4 separate regions of the Mus musculus genome follow, and regions 1, 2 and 3 are each linked to region 4. Evidence: chromatin contacts called from public HiChIP or PLAC-seq and promoter capture Hi-C data. All regions are on one chromosome and are shown on one strand. Each heading gives the region's core, a stretch centred on a gene start, on an enhancer-like site or on the middle of the called end of the contact. The rest is flanking DNA. Distances are from core to core; before and after follow the strand shown.

The links. HiChIP or PLAC-seq counts read pairs in DNA pulled down with a chosen protein or histone mark. Capture Hi-C pulls out chosen DNA fragments and counts their contacts.
Region 1: a contact with region 4 is called in a promoter capture Hi-C map of pancreatic islet. The contact joins the promoter of Folr1 here to the promoter of Pde2a in region 4. A contact is called at or near these places in 2 of 39 promoter capture datasets (hippocampal neurons and liver), 1 of 484 Hi-C or Micro-C datasets (Th1 cells) and 4 of 9 other capture datasets (adipose tissue, liver, macrophages and 1 more).
Region 2: a contact with region 4 is called in a promoter capture Hi-C map of pancreatic islet. The contact joins the promoter of Folr2 here to the promoter of Pde2a in region 4. A contact is called at or near these places in 3 of 39 promoter capture datasets (the C10 cell line, cranial neural crest and hematopoietic stem and progenitor cells) and 2 of 9 other capture datasets (macrophages and pancreatic islet).
Region 3: a contact with region 4 is called in an H3K27ac HiChIP or PLAC-seq map of microglia, with 4 times the contacts expected there. The contact joins the enhancer-like site here to the promoter of Pde2a in region 4. A contact is called at or near these places in 6 of 115 datasets of contacts at active chromatin or transcription factors (bone marrow-derived macrophages, embryonic stem cells, forebrain and 3 more).

The regions. Positions count from the first base shown.
Region 1 is chr7:101,868,964-101,872,854 of GRCm38.p6, forward strand. It overlaps Folr1 (folate receptor 1 (adult)), which reads right to left and starts at 1,825. Exons shown (of 7, transcript NM_001252554.1): 1 at 1,646-1,825; 2 at 194-341. It overlaps Gm35597 (a long non-coding RNA gene), which reads left to right and starts at 1,748. Exons shown (of 3, transcript XR_378387.3): 1 at 1,748-2,708; 2 at 3,634-3,773.
Region 2 is chr7:101,843,912-101,847,899 of GRCm38.p6, forward strand. Folr2 (folate receptor 2 (fetal)) reads right to left here and starts at 1,420. Exons shown (of 5, transcript NM_008035.2): 1 at 1,293-1,420.
Region 3 is chr7:101,087,215-101,090,858 of GRCm38.p6, forward strand. No RefSeq gene overlaps it. Among named protein-coding and RNA genes, the nearest start is that of Fchsd2, 20 kb to the right of the region's middle. Within about 2 kb of position 1,642, at least 50 of the 459 cell types and tissues checked have an H3K27ac peak or open chromatin away from gene starts, as enhancers often do. A contact at or near this core is called in bone marrow-derived macrophages and microglia, where this site is marked.
Region 4 is chr7:101,449,809-101,453,748 of GRCm38.p6, forward strand. Pde2a (phosphodiesterase 2A, cGMP-stimulated) reads left to right here and starts at 1,444. Exons shown (of 30, transcript NM_001143849.2): 1 at 1,444-1,660. The coding sequence starts at 1,544.

The sequences.
Region 1 (3,891 bases), core at 575-3,074, 420 kb after region 4:
CATGGGACACTACCCCACCATTACCACACCTGCATCCACCTAGGATTCCCAGACTGGGAGAGTCGAGAGCTCAGTGCTAGGCTGAAGGACAGACTCCACCTACACTATCTTACAGTGGACCCTTGGGCCGGCTGTGCTCTGACCTATCATCATTTCCAAATCAGCAAATTCTTTAACACACGCTGGGGAGTACCTTAGGGTATGTGGATCCTGCTGAGAAGTGTCAGGCGGCAAACAAGGAAAAGATGGCAGCTCTCAGAGTGCCTCGGGCTTCTTTGTCTCCACTCTAGGCTTCCTTTGCTTTCTTCATTCCAGGAGACAGCCGGCCGAGGTTTAGTGGCCTAGGAAACAGAGCTGTGTGGAGCAGGTAGTGGGAATGCAGCCCAGGAATGGAGCCTGAGATTGGGCGAGGCCATTCAGCTGTTAATTATTGCATGTGTGCAACAGCAGGCCTCTGTAGGGATGCGATTAATAGTACAGGCTCCGTTCTTGGGATGTGTATGGCAAAGGCTGGCCTAGCATGTGTGAGGCCCTGGGTTCAATCCCCAGCATTGCAAGTAAACAAATAAACAAACAGCTGGGTGGTGGCACATGCCTAGTATGTGTGAAGCCCCAGTTTCAATCCCAGCATTGCAAATAAATAAACAAACAGCCGGGCTGTGGTGGTGCATGCCTTTAATCCCTGCACTCGGGAAGCAGAGGCAGGCAGATCTTTGTAAGTTTGAGACCAGCCTGATCTACAGAGAGAGTTCCAGGATAGTCAAGGCTACACTGAAAGACCCTGTCTCAAACAAACAAACACCTCACATTGTGTCTTGAGCTGCTAAGATCCTTTAAAATAATCCATCCACTACCAACACCCATGTCCTATTATACACATGAATAGGATGAGCCCCAGAGGACCACACCAGAGCCAATGGCAGGACTGTCACTAGAACACAGGCTTGCAACTTCCAGGCCTGTTGTATAGAATCAGAAGATCCCATGTCCCCAACTTCTCTCAGCTACAAGTTCCCCCAACCTCACCAGCCAGGCTATCACCCACTTCCAGTCACAAGACCCTGATGGCCTAACCTTTCTGACGAGAGCCTCAGTGCTGTGGAAGCCCAGGCTTCCTTTCCTTCTCCACTTGCTCACCTCCCACTCCTGTGACAGATCTTTACAGGCGTGGGGGCGTGGGGGGAACCCTTAAGGATCTGAGCTAATTTTGACATCACCCACATTTCACTGCAGCCAAAACAGGACCCCGTCCCCCACCCATCCCTTACTGGGAGCCCAGGATGGCGCTGCTGTTGGATAAAGGAGTGGGGAGTAGATTTGAGCAGGAGACTCGGAGTTGTTGATCAGTTACCTGTGCGTGTGTGGCCCCAGAGGAAGGCTCCAAATTGGACATAGATGTGGGAGCTGTCTCAACCGAAATTTAAGTGAGATAGTAGAGACCACTACATTGGTGAATGTCAGGAGAAAGAGAAAAGGAAGGAGGGGAAGGAAGGCAAGGAAGAAGGGAAGGAGGAAGGAGAGAGAGGAGGCAATTTGGACTCTGGGGGAAAATTAGCCAAAGAACAAGGCCCTACAAAGAGAGACAGGCTCCCAGGAGGTCCCTGGTTCTGTCTTGCTACCCTTCGCCCTGGCCACTGCCATGTACCTGAATCCTGTGACACACCAGGAGTGTTTGTCTACTGAAGATCACAACAGGTTGGGGACTTCTAGAGCCGTCAGCCTCCTTTCTTGTTTATACTTCCAGATCAGCCTGCTGACTGGGGAAGGGTGGGCCAGGTATCTATAAAGCCTAAAGCTGGAGGCCCTTCTAAGCTGTCTCTGCCCCGGGGCTGATTATTAACTGGCCTTTATGGCTCCTCTATTGCAAGAGTGAGGTTTGCCCCCTGGGTGATGCTCCTGAGCTCTACAGCTTCTGAATAATTAACCTTTCCAGTGAGGATTTGAGGTGAAGATTGAGCTGGGGCCTGGAGTGAACACCCTGCCCTGCCTCAGCTCCTGCCTGAGTGAGGAAAAAAAGAAATAAAAAGGAGGCCATGACAGCCCCTAGGTATGGTGGAGGAGAAAGTTTATTGTAGATATGGAGAAGAGCCTAGCCAGAAAAGCATTTGGAAGGGCCCAGAGTGAACAAGACCCTGAGCTGGGTCATGGGAGGGGAGAGGGGAAAGCCATGAGACCAAAAGTGCAAAAGGGTAAAAAGACCAGCTTAGCCAAAATGACTGCATTCTATAGAGAAGAACCACTAGAAGAAGGGTGGCCCAGGCCCTGGGCTGGAGAAGGTTTAGGTCAGGGAACCAGGCACGCCAACCAGGAGGATCCTGAAAACAAGCAGAGACTGGGGGATGCTAGGAGAGCTAGGCAGCTTGTGTAGGACCTCCATCAGCTATTTGACTGCATTTGAGCCCTAATGCCCTGAATGTTGAAGTGTTGTACCCATCCGGAGCCTAAGTGTTGAGATCATTTGACCACTAGGGAGGGACAGAATTTCACAGTCACCTTGGAGCCAGTCCAAGAAGTATCTCCCTGAGATAGCAGCTTATTATCAGCAAAACTGACTGTCAGTGTCTAGTCTGGCCCAGCCTGCTAGTGTCTTGTGACCAGGCTGAAAAAACAGGAAGGTGTTTGACAACCCCCCACATCCAACAGTGGGATTAAAGGCCAGGAAGCAAGAGAAGGCCTCCAGATTGCAGGGGAGAGAATCCTGAGCTTTGGTGAGTATCGGGCCCCCGATGTGCGCCATTCACACTGTTCAGGGCTGTGGACACTGGAGTTTGTCTACAAGTCTGGTGTCGTTCGTTTGCTTGAGAGAAGTCTATCAGGCATCCTGGAGCAGCATTCTAAGGCTTATGACTCCACACTACTTCTCCTGCCTGATTTTTTTTTTCTTTTCTTTTTGAGACAGGGTTTCTATGTGTAGCCCTGGCTGCTCTGGAACTCACTCTGTAGACCAGGCTGGCCTCGAACTCAGAGATCCACCTGCCCTCTGCCTCCCGACTGTTGGGATAAAAGTCTGCCTTTCTTTCTTTCTTTCTTTCTTTCTTTCTTTCTTTCTTTCTTTCTTTCTTTCTTTCTCTCTTTCTAAACATTTTTTTTTTTTTTTTTTGCTTTTTTGGTTTTTCGAGACAGGGTTTCTCTGTATAGCCCTGGCTGTCCTGGAGCTCACTTTGTAGACCAGGCTGGCCTTGAACTCAAAAATCTGCCTGCCTCTGCCTCCCGAGTGCTGGGATTAAAGGCGTGTGCCACCACGCCCGGCTACATTTATTTATTATATATGTAAGTACACTGTAGCTGTCTTCAGACTCCCCAGAAAAGGATATGAGATCTCATTACAGATGGTTGTGAGCCACCATGTGGTTACTAGGAATTGAACTCAGGACCTCTGGAAGAGCAGTCAGTGCTCTTAACCTCTGAGCCATCTCTCCAGCCCCCACAAGTCTGTGTTTCTGATCATTTCCAGCTCTGTCCACTAGAATTCTGCTTGTACTTCTTTACAAGCAAGCGCAACCTTATTGCTGACTCTTGGATATATATGTCCCCACTGTCCCCACTGTCCCCACAAGACCTTTGCAAGGGATTCTTTCCAGTCACATCCTGTCCATTAAGCTGAGACTATCATTTGTGTTCCATTACTGACAGGATGAACACCTGGATTCTTTAACTCCCCAGCACCTCTTATCTGCGATAAAATGGCATTGTCTCTCTCCTGCTTCAGATGTGCACATTTTGAGAAGTGGAGAGCAAGAATACAGTATGACATCTCTTCTCAGAGACTACAGGTGGCTTCCTTAGGCTGATGGTGAAGTTGTTTTAGTGGGCAGCTGTAGGCTGAGGTCTGTCTTTAGTTACTTTTCTGTTGCTGTGATAAAACATCCTGACCAAGGCAACTTATAGAAG
Region 2 (3,988 bases), core at 170-2,669, 390 kb after region 4:
TAGTGAAAGATTAGATCAGTCCCTTCTCCTTCAGCATTCATGTCCTCAGGCTCCCTGAAGCTGGAATAGAGGTCAGCAAGGAGACTCTTTTATCCCATGGCCCCATGGCATTGGGGAGGGGGGTTATAAAAGAAGCAAAGCTTTCCAACCTAGAGAAGATGGGATGCCCCATGCTTTCATCTTATTTCCAGACTTTATGACACATAGTTAAATAGTTCAGGTTCCTGCTGCTTGCTACCTTGACAAGGGCCAGGGACACACAGATCCTTCATCCTGTCACAGGAGGTTCTCGGCACTCCACTCTGTATCAGCTGGGTCATCATGTCAGCCTAGAAATCCTGTTAGCCCTGAGGGAGGTGGTGACCCAGCCCTGCCAAGTTCTCCAGATTGGCAGGAGGACCAAGTGACAGCCCACAGGATGGTGTGGTTAGAGGGTACACAAGAAAGAGTGCTGCTTTGTAAAGTTTTGCTTCCTCAGTATTTTCCTTTCCTGGTCTCCAAAAGCCATTCTGCCCTGACAGCCCATCCTGACAGTGGCATCTGCAGCAAAAGCACCCGACCCGACCGAAACCTCTCAAAAGGAAACACACAAAACAAGTCCAGCTGCAATTGGTGAGACACGCCTGCAACCCCAGGACATGGAGGACGGGAAGGGGGAAGGCTTGTGGGGTCTAGGCCAATCTGTGATACATAGTGAGAATTTGTTTGTCCCCCTACCCCAAAAAATAATGACCTAAAGAACCGAAGGAGCCGGGCTGTGGTGGCATACGCCTTTAAACCCAGCACTTGGGAGGCAGAGGCAGGTGGATTTCTGAGTTCAAGGCCAGCCTGGTCTACAGAGTGAGTTCCAGGACAGCCAGGGCTACACAGAGAAACCCTGTCTCGAAAAACCAAAAACAAAACAAAACAAAAAACAAAAAAACAAAAAGAACTGAAGGACAGTGCTGAAGGACAGTATAAAATCTCTTGGATCTGGCGAGATATATTAGCATGTTAAGACCCTTGCCATCAAATCTAATGACCTGCGTTCAATCCCTGGAACCCATGTGGTAGCAGTAAAGAGCTGAATCCCCACGTACACTTACTTATACATACATACATACGTACATACATACATACATACATACATACATACACACACAAACACAGCCAATCAACTATTCATTCAATAATATAATGTGGGAAGTTTTTAGAGGTTTAAATTTTGACTGAGAAATATGTTCCTTCTTAGCACAAACCTGCCAAGTACCCTATATGTCCTTGTCATCCTCTCCCCACTTGGAAGATCTTACCTCAATGTCCTTAGCTTCTGGGAGCGCACATAGGGGTATCCGAGTTGGCCTCTCCCTAGGTCAGACTCTGGGTAGTCTCTACAGTCTTCGTCCACAGCCCCACATAGAAGCTTTGGTAAGCACGGAATAAAATATCCCCATTCAGCACTTGCTTTCTTCCTTCTCTGGTTGACTCCACCCTGTTCTGGGCTCCCATGAGTCATTTGGTCTAGTCTTTGCTGTTTTCATTCATCTCTTCACTTTAATTCTTTTATTATTTTTACTTATGTACATGTTCCATGTGTATACAGTGTCCGTGATGGTCAGACGAGGACATGGGATCCACTGGAGCTGGAATTACAGGTGGTTGTGAGCCAGGCTAACTGAACACGGGGGACCAAATCTCTAGCCCTGTGGAAAAGTAGGAGGTGCTCATGACTGCTGAAGCACCATCCCTTCAGCCCCTTTCCTCTTGTTGAGTTGCTCACTCCAGGATTCACAACCACTAGCATCTGGACAACTGCCCATCCCAAGCGAATCTGAAGTGTACTCAGGGTGGTTCCTGTGACAAGGCTAGCTAGATAGAGGTATCCCCCCGGCTGAGGGGAAGCCAGGCTGACAGAGGTACATCCAAGGCTGAGAGGAAGCCAGGCTGTAAGGTAATACCAACAGGGCCCTGTGAGAGATCTCAGGAGTCACCAGACCTTACCAGATTGTTATTGGCTTCCCAGAACATTTTTGAGAAATACACATTGTAAAAGCCTGATGCATCCTTCATAGGCTTAAATGATTTCTGTCAACTTATGTTGAGAGTGGACATGGATAGAAGTTGACAGATTTTTCTCTGGGATACAGAAAAACTTAAATTGTCTTTAGTGTGATAATAACAATATCTCAACCATTTATATTATTGTCATTATTATTTTGGTTTTCAGGACATGGTTTCTCTGTGTGATTCTGGCTACCCTGGAACTCACTCTGTAGACCAGGCTGGCCTTGAACTTAGAAATCTACCTGCCTCTGCCTCCCTAGTGCTAGGACTAAAGGTGTATGTCACCACTACTTGCTATTTATTTTTATTTTAAATGTATGAGTATTTTGTCTAAATGTGTGTGTCTTAGTTAGGGTTTCTATTGCTGTGAAGAGACACCATGACCATGGCAACTCTTATAAGGAAACACTGGGGCTGGCTTACAGTTTCAGAGGTTCAGTCCATTGTCATCATGGTGGGAAACATGGCAGCATGAAGACAGACATGGTGAAGGAAAAGAGGCTGAGAGTTCTATATGCCTTTTTAAAAAAGATTTCTTTTTATATATAAAATATGTATATTGCTGGGCGTGGTGACACACGCCTTTAACCCAGCACTCGGGAGACAGAGGCAGGTGGATTTCTGAGTTTGAGGCCAGCCTGGTCCACAAAGTGAGTTCCAGGACAGCCAGGGCTATACAGAGAAACCCTGTCTCGAAAAACAAAAACAAACAAAAAAAATGTATATTATTTCTTTTTTTTTTTAATTACATATTTTCCTCAATTACATTTCCAATGCTATCCCAAAAGTCCCCCATACCCTCCCCCCCACTTCCCTACCCACTCATTCCCATTTTTTTTTTTTTTGGCCCTGGCGTTCCCCTGTACTGGGGCATATACAGTTTGCGTGTCCAATGGGCCTCTCTTTCCAGTGATGGCCGACTAGGCCATCTTTTGATACATATGCAGCTAGAGTCAAGAGCTCCGGGGTACTGGATAGTTCATAATGTTCCACCTATAGGGTTGCAGATCCCTTTAGCTCCTTGGCTACTTTCTCTAGCTCCTCCATTGGGAGCCCTGTGATCCATCCAATAGCTGACTGTGAGCATCCACTTCTGTGTTTGCTAGGCCCCATGTATATTATTTCTGTTCGTGCACACACACATATGTGTGTGTGCTCTATCTGCATGTATACCTGCATGCCAAAAAAGGGCACTAATCACATTATAGATGGTTGTGAGTCAACATGTGTTGCTGAGAATTGAACTCAGCACCTCTGAAAGAGCATCCATTCCTGGTAACCGGTAAGGCATCTCTCTGACCCTGAGTTCTACATCTTGATCCACAGGTAACAAGAAAAAAAAAGTGGGGCTGGTGAGATGGATCGATGGGTAAGAACACTGACTGTTCTACCAAAGGACCTGAGTTCAAATCCCAGCAACCACATGGGACGTAATGAGAGTTGTGGCCCTCTTCTGGTGCATCTGAAGTCAGCTACAGTGTACTTACATATAATAATAAATAAACCTTTAAAAAAAAGGTGGTTTGACCCTCTTTTCTTTTCTTAAGAATTATTTATTTGCCGGGCGTGGTGGCACACACCTTTAAACTCAGGAGGCAGAGGCAGGCGGATCTCTGAGTTCGAGGCCAGCCTGGTCTACAGAGTGAGTTCCAGGACAGCCAGGGCTACACAGAAAAACCCTGTCACAAAAAAAAAGTATTATTTATTTGGGGGCTAGAGAGATAGCTTAGCAGTTAAGAGCACTGACTGCTCTCCAAAGGTTCTGAGTTCAAATCCCAGCAACCACATAATGACTCACAACCATCTGTAATGGGATCTGATGCCCTCTTCTGGTATGTCTGACGACAGCGACAATGTACTCATATACACAAAATAAATAAATAAACAAATCTTTTAAAGTTTTTTAAAAGATTTATTTATTTATTATATATATGTACACTGTAGC
Region 3 (3,644 bases), core at 392-2,891, 360 kb before region 4:
GGACCCAAGGAGAATATGGAAAAATGACTCCATTGCAATGTGAAATCCTAGTGTGTTGGAACCAGAAGGGGCTGTAGGTTTTGCCTAGCTCCATTTTCTATTTTACAGTGAAGAATCTCAGACCCAGACTGAGAGACTCAAAGGTTGCTCAGTGACTTGGGAACAGACCTCATAGCAGCACCTCGCAGGGAAGAAGCAATCCCTTTGGCTAGAGCAGGAAGTCTCAAACTTGATAAGTTTCCATATAAGATGCTGCCAGGCAGTCACCTTAGGAGATGGCCCCAGCTTGCTGATAAGGCTGGCCATGGGTGTTGACAAAGAAGAACCCTCTTGGTGAGACACTCTGCATTTAGCCAGAATGTTTTATTAATTTGCTTAGGTCATCATTATAGTACAAGTAGCAAATTTAATAATTTAGGTAGAAAAGTCACAGATATCACAAATAAGGCAGAGAACTTTAGCTAGTGAGACACTGGAAAAAATCCTAGGTAGAAAGCTACAGAGAAGAGACCCAGGGGCATTCCAGGTCTAAACTGAAGACGCAGTTGTGCTACAGAACTGTGGCAAGGGTGGGGTGGGAGGATGCACCCCTGCCCTGTGCTCACCCACCACCCCAGTCCTCTCCCTTTGAAACACAAGCCTGGCAGTATCCTTCCTGTGCTTTCTATCACACAAGGACATGCAGATCCAGATAGCTCAGAGTCCACCTGGGCTAGAGAAGCCCCTTGCAGGACTTGGGTTCTTGTCTGCAATGTGATGGAGTGGACTTACCTGGAGAAGTTTGTGGAGATAAAATTAGGGGAAGGGTGCAGGGACAACCATTCTTTCCGGTTACCATTGCAAGCTAGGCATGTTTTCTGGTAGATAAGTGTGGGAAGGGGTTGCGTTACCCTTTATTGCACTGTTTGCGCCCTTCCCCCTTCTCTTGATGCCTTTTTGAGACAGGGCCTCATTACATTGCTTAGGTTTACTTTCAACTAACTCTAGCTCAGGCTGGGCTGGCCTCAGACTTTATGTTCCTGCTTCAGCCTCCTGGGTGCTTGGATTACAGGCAAGTACCACCACACCTGGCTACCCCACCTCTGAAATGTCCTGTTTCAGAAACAATATAAGAGGAAAAGGCCTGGGTCTGAAAAGGACTGGTAATCACTCCACAGTGTTAGCCCCACAGCTGGAAGTTGGCATTTTCCTCTCTAGATTATTATCTGATTCTTGTGGAAGTCCTGAGAGTTCCTCCAGATCCAACTTCCTTCTCTCCCACAGTGATCTCAGGACACTGGCATTTTCATTACCCACAAACAATGGGAAGATCGCTCCTGTCATTTATATGTCCCTGGGGTCCAGAAGTTCATCTGAACCAGAAAAGGTACCAAATAGCTGCCTAAGTAAATTGGTGGAGGGCAAGGACTCTAAGCAGGTCTGGACTGTGCCATAGGTCTGCACCTGAATACGCAAAAGGAAGCAGGATCCAGTGACAATCAAAGGGACAAGTGCATACAGTAGGCCTAGCAGGGATCTTGGGAAAAGCCGGGCCAGCTGATCTCAGGGCTCAGGCCACTGCTTTTGGTTTGCTCTCTGCTGTTCTCCTTGATTTTCTGGCTCAGCAACGCCCAGGATTCTGGGCATGTCTGGCCTTCTAAAAATACCCAGGCTGCCCAGAGCCTCCCAGATGTCTGAGCGCTGAGTCTGTGATTTCCCTGCCTGTAATGGGTCAGCCCAGACAGACATGGGCAGCCTAGGGTGGCTCCTGCCACTTCCTCTGCCTCCCACCCACCAGCCCACCAGGAGCTCAGCCCCACCTCCCTACCCTTGCACAGCAAAGGGGGCCAGACCTCATAGACTGCTGACTCCAGGTCTTCCTCGGGAAAGATGAGAAAACTAATATCCAAAGACCTGTCCAAGACCCTCTCTACCCGCTCCCCAGGTGCCTCTCTTCTGTATGGCGCCTGGAGACCTGGGCTTTGAGTCCAGTCTGACTGCCTAGCTTATCAATTGGAAACTTCTAACAACAGAGACCAGAGGAACCCTGAGTCTCCAAGGCACTGGAAAGATATCCCACCCAGGGGTCACATTAGTGAGTAGAGATGAGTAGATAGGACCCCAATGGGAGAGAGAAGCTTTGCATTCTAGCCCAGGGTCAGCTGCCATGACACTGTGCCTTCATCAATTCTTGCCATCCTGAAACAATGAGCTGGCACCCACTCTGCTGGGAGTTCCTGTCTCTTCTGCTTCGTGGTGTGGGAGAAGGCCACACCCTCCTGATTGCATCCTGCTCTACGTTCTTAGCTTTTTGATCCCTCTCCAGCAACACCCCTGCCCCAGCCTAGTTCTACAAATGATATCAATTTTACCTCTGGCTCCAGATGCTAGGGGCGAACAACCACTCTCTTAATTCACTATGTGACCTTGAGCAAGGAAGGCATTGGCTTTGGGGTAGTTACAGTTTCATGACTTTTAGATTGGAGAAATGAGCCAGGCATGGTAGTGTACATCTATAATCGCAGCCCTGGGGAGGCTGAGGAAGCCGGAGTGTGGTGAGTTTGGGGTTACCCTGGACTACATAGCAGGTAGCAGGTCAGCCAGTGTTATAGAGCAAGACCCCGTTTCAAAAAAATAAAAAATAAATAAATAAATAAAGCTGGGTGCGGTGGCTCACACCTTGAGTTCCAGTCCTAAGGAGACAGAGGCAGGCAGATCTCTATAAGTTTGGGGACAGAATGGTTTACATTGTGATCGCCAGGCCCACCAGGACTAAATAGTAAGTCTCTGTCTCAAAACATAATTAATAAATCAATTAATTTTAAAAAGTGGAGAGCTGGTCTGGGGACGAAACCCTGTGGTAGGGAACTTTCCTGGTATGTTTGAGAGTTCCTGGGTTTAAGCCACAATCCAAAAGCAACATTGTAAGGCAGAACAAAACAATAGAGTGTTAAAAGTGATTCAGTGGTAGGACACTTGCCTAGCATGTGAAAGCCCTAGCACTTGATCCCCAACATGGCCAATAAATGAGTTATTTGATGTAGTTGAAAGGAGATGTTCTATCTTAGGTCATGGTCATTGCCTACAGAAAGGCCTCCATGGGGCTGGCATGATGGCTTAGTCAGTAAAAGGCACTTGCTGTATAAAACTGAGGACCCAAGTTCAATCCCCTGGACCCACAAGAAAGTGGAAGAACAGAACCGACTCCACAAAGCTGTTTTCTGAGCTCCACACTAGTGCGGCAGTCCACACTGGATAGTCACTATCTCTCTATGCAGTTGTTCTCTATCGGGTGGGGAGAGAGAAAGCCAGATAGCTCTAGGGCCGACTATAGATTCTACATAGATAGAATTCCCCCAGGAGGGTTGTTAGCTGATAAAACTTGAGGAAAGGCAAAGAATTGTGTTGAAATCAGGCCTCCTGCATCAGAATGGATTGCACTAATTGGCAAGTTGGGCTATTCCTTGCCCCTCCCCCACTTCTCCACTTGGTGACTTAACAATGTTTCAAGATCCCAGGCACAGGTCTCGTCTGCTTCCCCAAGAAATCTCACTTATCATACTTACCTCTGTAGGCTTTTATCTTATTTTGTTTTATTTTCTGAGACAGGGTCTTACTATGTAGTCTTGGCTATCTTGAAACTCACTATGTAGACCAGGTCCGTC
Region 4 (3,940 bases), core at 194-2,693:
GAGCTGGTCAATAATCAGGGTTGAACTGTGGAAGGTCTGTAATGCCAAGTGAGAGATTTAGGTTTTATGGTGCTCGTGGTAGAGACCCCCACTAAGGATGTTTGAGCACTGGAAGCTGTAAGCTCAGCTAGGAGGGGGAAAAATCCTTGTGTGGAAGATCACCCCTTGAGCTACTGGGACAGCTAGGACACTTCCAAGCCTGTGCCAGGTGCTGGGACCGTGTCCAGCACTGGGCTCAGTGACTCAACACTGGGGAAATTGCTCCCCAGGGGGAAAGGGCCCAAATGAATCACATCTATGAGGCAAGGAGCAGGGGGCTCACTGAGTCACCTTCCAAGGGCTGGGGGGAGAGGGAAGTACAGGAAGAGGGGCAGTAGCGCAGAAAGGAGAACCAGGGAAAGTCACAGTGAGGGCTGTCAGGAGTCTGTCTGTCTCACCATCATTCCAAGTTTTTGTCTTCTGGCAGCCCTGTGGGACAACTGACACCCAATGGGAAGGGGATCAAGCTAAAGTTACACTGGCAAAATCCAGGAAGACCCAAATTCACCATTTGATATAGACTCGTCCTGTGCCTTAGCCCATCTTATAGCAAGCAGAGGCTAGAAAACAGGTTGGTCCAGGCAAGGGGTTTGACCCAAGTTACACAAATGTCCCCTCATCCCTCCAGCCATCCCCTACTGGGGTCAGGGTGCACCTTTGCGATAGAACACCAGGGGGCGCAGGAGCGTCACGGCTGCTGCAAGTGCCTGAGCACAGAGGCGGCTCTGCAGAGAAATGCGCTCCCAGCTCTCGGGGTCCCACCGCGGAACTGCGGACTAGATGGCCCTGGGGCTTGCACCCTTTTCAGCCTCCTGGGACGCCGATGAAGGCCTATCTGGTAGCCTTAGGAACCCAGTGCTCTCACCCCACATTTGGGAACGGTGCGCCTGTGTGTGTCAGGGCGCACGTGTCTCCTTCACAGATCTGCTACCGCTTCAGGGCTCGTCCCATTTTGGAGCGACCTCTAAATTTCTCCCTCACTTTCCTCTACCCTCTGTACTGGAAGGAGTGAAAGGACCTCGGGGCTCCCGGACTGTGGCCGCGGCCCCTCTCCCCGCACTGCGCTGGACTCGGCCTCGGGGTTCTGGCCGGGCTACTGAAGTCCAAGTGATGGGGAGAGAATGTGGTGCGACAGTGCGCGGGACTCTGGGAGGGGCCCTACCACATAGGAGGAGTGACAATGGGATAAGCGGAAGGCAGCGAAGGCTGAGAGGCGACCGAGGAGTGGGAGCCCTCGTAGCCGACCCGCTGCAGGAGACTTGAGAGGGTGAAGGCCTGGCAGGGAGCAAGCCGGCCGGGATCGGGTGGGGTCCGATCTTTGGAAGGCGTTGAAGTGCTGTCCCCGGTAGCAGAAACGTAGGCGGGGCCTGGAGGCCTGGGGCGGGACGGGGGCGGGGGCGGGGCGGGACCAGGGCGGACCCTCGCGCGGACCGGCGAAGCTGTTGCGGACGCGCTGACCGAGTGCAGCGGGCCGGGCTGGAGGGGCGGGCGGGCGGCTGCGAGCATGGTCCTGGTGTTGCACCACATCCTCATCGCTGTTGTCCAATTCCTCAGGCGGGGCCAGCAGGTCTTCCTCAAGCCGGACGAGCCGCCGCCGCAGCCATGCGCCGACAGCCTGCAGGTAGGAGGCCCCCCCCCCCCCCATTCTGGGTAACAGGGAGAAGCGGGTGTCCAGGGAGAGCCCGGTGAGGGCCCGGTCTTCTGAAGAGCTTGCAGTCGTCTGCCCCACGGTCTACTCTCTCCTGAACCTTCCTTTAAGAGGGGACCCTTCCCTTAGTTTGGAACCCGTCTTGTACTGAATGGGACTGCAGCCATACCCAGAGGGGGTCCTTGATTCTTCGGCTCATAGTTCAAATGCCCCTCCAGATTCTGACTCTGCTTCGCATCTAGAACTCCTCCATCCCAAGCCCCGAAGTCCTAATCCTCGTTGCCCCCCTCAGCCACATTAACAGCTCTGTATAAACCCGGAGTTCCCTCCTCCCAGGTTAGTCCCACTCCCCTCTCAAACCTCTGGCTCTCTACTGTACATATCAGATTCCAGGCACACCCATATCCCCTAAGCCCCTGGCTGCAGAGAACTTTACCTCATAAGTAGGACCTCACCCCCAAACCTCTATCTTCTATTTTATAAAGTCTTACTCCCCATCCTTACTAATCATCTAGATTCTAGTCACCATCTTCCACCCAACCCAAGGGTCCAACCCCCTTTTAAAACCCAGATTCTCTCTTCTCCTCTGCCAGACTGCCCCCTCCCAGTCCTCATCTTTTACACAGACCTCCAGTCTCCTCCTGTTGCCTCCCAGCCTCTAGATGTGATAGTCCCATATCATTCTTCCAGTTCCCAAATTTCTGAGTGCATCATCCTTTGGCCCCTCTGCTGTTCTCTTGTTTAGTGTGTTGCTCCAGGCTGCCTACCTCTCCTGGTCTGTTCAGCCCTTCAGTTTCTGTAGGTCTCTATCTTTGTGCTAGGGTCTTTCTGTGACCATGCCTTCCCTACATGTCTGCCTCTACTTTGGGTCGTGGGGGAACCGGCTCAGAAGACAGGGCTGGAGCCTCTAGGACCTCCACCTGTGCCTGTGTTCTCAGGTATGGCATAGGATGGACTCAAGTCCAAGGGCTTAAACATGGAGAACGTTGCCCTCAGGGTGCCCAAAATATATGGTGGGTAGGGATCGTGAGGTGGGACACTGGTATTTATAACTTATACATGATATCTCCTTATCCCAGCTGTCCTGGTAGTGACTGGGGCAGTTGGGTTTGGGGATAGAGAGAGGGGGTAAATGTCCTTCACCTGTAGTGAGGGATGGGTGAGTCTGGGGTATATGTGCTTATGTGAGGGTTCCTGTGTACATAGCATGTGTTGAGTGTGCCTTGTGTGTAATCATATATGTTGTGCTATGTATAATCACATCATTTGAGTGAGATTTAGCATGGGGAGATGACAGTATGGAGATTGTGAGTCTGTGGTGTTACATGCTCTGTGTGACTACAGTGGCAGGATCGTGGGTGGGAGTTGTAGCACAGCGAGTGACTGTGGTGTGTGCATGTAGTTGTGTCTGTCATGGCATTGTGATGCTATAGGGACAGCTTGCATGTTGAAGACTGAATAAGTGGCTATACATGCTATTTCTCTGCAGTATGTGGTCAGAATGAGTCCTAGTATGGGCCTGTTGGTTTCGAATGGATGTCCTGTGAGAGAGGAGTGGAGGTTTATGTCTGGCTGTGCTTCTAGCCTCCTGGGTAGCTTAGGGTCACTATGGTACATCCTGGGTTTGCTTGGAGAAAATATTTGGACGCCTGTGTGTTAGTGTTTGTGTGCTATGTGCCTGTGGTGACTGTTCGTGCAACTATGGATGAGACCGGGTGCAGCCAAAACCCAGGGTCCGGTTCGCTCAGCAGCTGGTTGACCAGGTTGGAGGGTGGGCAGGAGAAAGCAGTTTCCAGACTGAAGGACTTTGTGTGTCTACAAATGGGTGATATTTTGGTCTGACATTAAGCATGCAAATTATGCAGAATATGTCTGCACATGTGCTTCTGTGTCTGAGTGGTGTGTGCGCATGCATGTGTGTGTTTAGTTGGGTGCGTGCATCTGTGGCTAGGAAGGTGAGTGTGAGGTGTGTGAGGTGCACGGTGGGAGATGGAGTCTGAGTGTGGTGTGAAGTGTGGGTGTGGGTGTGAGCCTTGTGACTTTTTCAGTGTGAGGTGTGGGTTCTGTGATCTTTTCTCCCTGGGAGCTGTTGGCATGTGATGAGGAGAGTGTGGGGCATGGACAGTGAGTTAGGATGAGTTAGGGATGCCTTGGGGCAGGGCTGAGGTCTGGGCAGTGGAGTGTGTGCATAAGGTGTGTGGCCTGAGAAAAGAGGTATATTATGTTTGGCCATGTGTGAATTCAGCAGGTGCC